Linked DNA regions of Arachis hypogaea: region 2 is linked to region 1. A link is a contact called in public Hi-C data. All regions are on one chromosome and are shown on one strand. The core of a region is the stretch at or near the end of the contact, and the rest is flanking DNA. Distances in the headings are between cores, read along the strand shown.

Region 1 (2,593 bases), core at 59-2,558:
ACAGAATGACATATATTAGATATTAAACAGTTAGCATAATTCCCTCTCAATGTTTTCTTCAGTTATCCCGATATCAAACAGGATAAAGTAACGTTAGAAACGTAATTACATTTGAAAATACAAAAAACTAAGATGTTAGCCTGAAATTTCAACATCATTCAATGAGGTAACTTAACAATCATGTCATTGAATTAGAATGTACTATTGTTGTCCAGAACAAAAGCTAAAAATAGATGCTTTGCAATTAGTATTCCTATTTATATCAACTACATTAGTATGTAATATACCTGTGACCTCTGCACTTCAGCTTTGATTTTCGACTCGTGAGACTCTTGAAGCATTTCAGTCTTTTAAGGGACAAAAAGAAAAAAAGAAAAAAAAAAACTTATGTTAGTACACGAAACTACTATTTTAGATTCCAAGAGAGTGGTAAAGTTCACAAACGAACAATATAAACATCAAAAGACCTCACCCTCTCCATTAATGATTCTTGTACTTTTTCCAAAACTTCAGTTATACCGGCAGATATCGCCTGAGCCTGCTTTTTGGGCACTCCTTGCCCCTCAAGTCCGCTAGTCTAGAAAGCAAAAGCGTAACCAATGACACAAACAAACCATTCATTAACACTCACTAACGAGCTTAAAAGTGCACATTTGCAATTAGTTAGAAAACACACAAGTGAACAAAAAACCATGAAAAAAGAGAATAAAAAATGGTAAGAATGTAAACTTAAATTACAATAGCGGATGCATCACAGAACCGCCGACCATTTGATTTCGCCATCCGGGAAAATGATCTGAGACTTGAGTTGAAAGTGAACGATTTTGAGAACCCAAAGCCCGAAAATTGAGCCAATCGCTTACAAGCCGCAGCCATTCCCTCAAAAATAAGAAATTGGAGCGAAGAAGAATTTTCGAACCCTGAATATGCCCTACTCCCAAATCGGATATAACAACCTTGTTTTCAGCCACTGTTTAAACAAAGAAGAAACAGAATCCAAGGACATAAAATTAATTAAACACGAATTAGGCCAAAAAAGTAGATGAATTTTTCCAAGATTTGATTTTGATTCCTCACAAATCAATATAATTTATCGGAAACCAAACAAGATAAGAAGGAAAAGCATAAAAGTGAAAAAAAAAAGGAGATTTTCATTGAGTTACCTGAATGTGAAAAGGATAAAAAAAATGCAGAAAAGGGAAGGAGGTATTTTTGAATCGGTAAGAACCAAAAAAAGGAAACGGATTCGTGACTGTAGGATGGCAGACCTATTAGAGATTTCATGCAGGTAATATAAAAGTTATAGGTTGGGAAAAATTTGAAATGAAGAGGTATTTATAATTGGAATGACAACTTACTGGGATCACTTTTGTAACTTCTTTTTTATCTTATGGATAGTTATCTTTTTTTCCTTTTAATTTAGGATTTGTTAGGATTCTATATTTAAATATATGGACAATTTATTTTATAGATATTTAGTTATTTTTTTTTCTTTTGTTTAGGATTTATTGAAATTTTATATTTAAATATGAATAATGTTATTTATTTTTAAATTTGTTTATGAAATAAATTTAACTAAATTAAACTAAGTTAAATAATATTTAAAATAATATTATTCATAATTAATTTTTATTAATATTAGACTAATTTAGTTAGAGTTGATTAACAAAAAAATTTAAATCTATAATATTATTCTTTAAATATATGAATATTTTTATAGGTGCAGTTAAGATTTTGTAGAAATTATTTAGCACTAATATAATTTATTATTCTAAAAAATAGTGGTACTAATAAAAAAATATTATTTTTATGAACTATTAGATTTTATTATATGAAATCTAAAAGATAAGATAAAAAGAAAAAATGTCTGTCTAAAATCGGCCCCAAATCTTTTGAGTTTATTTGATATATTATAAAATTTGAAACATTAAATTAGAGTGATAAATAGGCTAAAAAAATTTAGATATAGAAGTAGAATAAGTGATATACTTTAACATTGTAATTTTTAATTTTTAGTGTTTTTTAAAACTATGGGAATTGAAAAGTACACGAATCGGAGGTCAACTTGTGTTTAAAAAATTAAAAAAAAATTGGAGTATACAAATCGGACCGGCTGATTTGTGTACTCCAAATTTTTTTAATTTTTTAAACACAAATCGAAAGGTATCGCTTAAAAATTGGACGTCCAATTTGTACTCCCTAAATTAAATTATCTCATGTTTTAAAAAAATATCATAATAAATCACAATTCAAAAAAATACTATTATTAATCTAATATTAAAATATAAAAACAAAAATGTGTGATAAACAATTTAATCATTTATATTTAATTTATTAATAATTTATTAAAAATTCCTCTAAAAGATACTAAATATTTTGATATTTTAAAATTGGTCCCGGATAAATTTGAGAACCAAGCCCCAAACTAGGCCAAGAAAGCAGAAGAATTTTTCCAAGATTTGATTTTGATTCCTCACAAATCAATACAATTCATCGGAAACCAAACAAGATGAGAAGGGAAAGGATAGAGGTGGAAAAAGAGAGATTTTCATCTGAATGTGAAAAGATAAGAAAATGCAGTTTAGAGGTTTTA
Region 2 (2,593 bases), core at 39-2,538, 230 kb after region 1:
TTCATGCCTCCCTAACTATGAAAATGTATAAGCTAGTCAGAAAATCACCTCGAAGCAACATTTTGAGGAGCCCGATTTTGCTTAGCCAGCTGACTAGCTGTAGGTTTCATTAGTGTTGAACCCTTTCTCACAGTGGATTTAGCCTTTGATTTCAAACTGTTCCCGATTGTCTTACTGGTAAAGGTTAGTCCTAAAAGAGACAAATACTTGTCAAGCGATAAGCGGGAATAAAAAGAGGGAATTTAAAAAAAAAAAAAAAAGCTACAAATAAGCGAAAGAGAATCTGATGAATTGTGAAAAAATCAATAAAATACTATAGTTGACATATAAGGTTAAAAAACTCAGAGCAGTTTGAGCACCAGGAATTACAGATAGGGTTTCTAATTAAAGAGAAAAATTGGTAAATTCTTGTGATGCAGTTCATCATTCAATGCATTTAGAAGAATCACAATATACGATTACTAGGTGAACAACTTCTTTCAGAGAACAGTGTCCCGATCTATGATCATTCAATCACGTTGATTACCTGTGCTATTTACTTGTAACGGTTGCATTTGCATAGCTATATCTTGCAGAACTCCAGCCACCGATTTCGAATCTATCAAAGCAGAAAGCAGCTTAGATGACAATATCAGTGAAACAAGAACTAACAACATTTCGTAAAGTAAAATAGCATAGGCATACCACCATTGAAGCATTCCAGAGAAGAGGCGCTAACATCGTCTTCTCTAAGCACAAGCTTCGAAACAAAAGCTGAAACACAAGAGATTATTGAGCTAACCAAGGTGCATTGAATGAGGCATGAGAAAGAAAGAGGAAAGGCGAAAACCGACGAGAAGGAGGGTAGCTGGCGGCCGTTTCGAACCAAAGCTCGGCTAGGCGAGCTTGAACGGGAGATTCTTGCACCGTGAAATCGAAGAAGCGCGCTGCATCAAACTCGTAATCGAGGTCGATTTCGTGAGCCACATAAACGTCATTCTCTATTTCCATGTCTTCCTCCTCCTCCTCCATCGTTGTGGTGGTCATCATCATCGTCGCCACCGCCTATTGCGATTGCGGGTTATGAAGCTCCGAATAGAACTCGTTGAAGAAAATGCACTGTTGAATGTTGATAGCTACTGTTACTGTTAGCCAGTCAAGCTACTGAGTACTGAGAGGGATTTTACATTTGAATACCAAATCGCCTCATTATTCAATTTAATTAAATATTATATAATATAATAATAGTATTTTGTATTTTTTTAATTTTTATGCGTTTCGTTTCATGAAATGGAAGGTTGGCAAATGCCACCACCCAGTGTTGGGTCCATTGTAACTTGTAAGTATATATCTTAATTAAGTAATAATTAATTTAATAGTAGTATACAAATTTATTCAAATAATTGTAATTAATTAGCTTGGGGTTATGGGAGAGGGGTTTTGTCTTGTTGCGCCGGGAGCTTAACCCTATGGCATATAAGTGTGTCCAGTACGTGGTAAGTGTAACGACCAAGACAGTACATCACTAACGATCCAAAATTTGAATTTGTGGGGACTGTTTGTTGGACGGATTTGCCCCTTTGGATAGGTCCTGTTTTGGTGCGGTGAGGTCAGTGCTCACATTGTGTCAAATGCGCACCACACTATAAACTGCAATTTCGGCGCCTCAGTCCTCTTTCCAATTGGCTACATTTCCCAGGACCCGAAATCCCCAGATTACCCTTAACGTTTCTCTTTTCTCACTCAGTTGGGCCGGGTCTGCACCTCTTGTTTTATTTCTGAATTTAGGACTCCACTCCACAGGTCCACTTACTCAGAATCAGAATCTAAAGGAAAATTTTCAATCACACAAAATAACGTGTCAAATATAGTCAATGCGTTTTCAGTGGCCCCAAAGAACAGAGTGAGATAGAAAATAAAAAGCCGATTATACCATGTCTTTTATTTAAGTGTTTAATTTTTATCTAATTTATTTTTATAATTAATTTTTAATATTTAAAATTAATTATTTAATTTATTTTTTATAATTAGACAATAATTTTTAGATATTATAATACACCCCATAATGAAAAGATGAATATCTCCTAAAGTGAAGAGGGGATTGATAAAGTAATAAAATAATATTTTAATTATTTTTAAATTAAGATAATAAAATTTATAAATTTAAAAATAATTAAAATATAATTTTATCATTTTATTAAATGGTCTTTAGATGAAATAGAGCTTTAGAATATAGCTCATTCAATTTTGTAGCTAAATTTGATAGTCCCAACAAACTATTTTTTGGATAAATAAATAAAAAGACATGAGTACCTGCAAAAAATACTATGAATAAAAAATATTAGATATAAAATAAAAGTTATAAAATTTAAGATGTAAGTACCTGTTTAGATTAGAAATAAAAAGTGTATAAATAATTGATGAATATAATAGCATTGATAATATAATCATTTGACCATTACTACAATAGTAATGAAGGTCATTAAACTTTTTGGTTATAAACTTAGAATTAAGACATTTAAAATTGAATTACGAAAAAATCTCTTTTCAAAATAAAAATCGAACTCAATTTATTTTGTTTTAACTTTGGTATTAAGTAGCCTTATTTTACATT

The links. Hi-C and Micro-C count contacts between places; a contact is called where the count stands out from the background.
Region 2: a Hi-C map of an unstated tissue shows a contact between it and region 1, with 6 times the contacts expected there. The contact joins the promoter of LOC112749567 here to the promoter of LOC112749564 in region 1. A contact is called at or near these places in 2 of 8 Hi-C or Micro-C datasets (leaf and an unstated tissue).

Annotation. Positions count from the first base shown.
Region 1 is chr15:13,769,315-13,771,907 of arahy.Tifrunner.gnm2.J5K5, forward strand. It overlaps LOC112749564, which reads right to left and starts at 1,309. Exons shown (of 7, transcript XM_025797849.3): 1 at 1,164-1,309; 2 at 739-970; 3 at 473-577; 4 at 288-347. The coding sequence starts at 876.
Region 2 is chr15:13,995,191-13,997,783 of arahy.Tifrunner.gnm2.J5K5, forward strand. It overlaps LOC112749567 (protein TPX2), which reads right to left and starts at 1,289. Exons shown (of 17, transcript XM_072218630.1): 1 at 834-1,289; 2 at 685-753; 3 at 527-598; 4 at 49-190. The coding sequence starts at 1,032.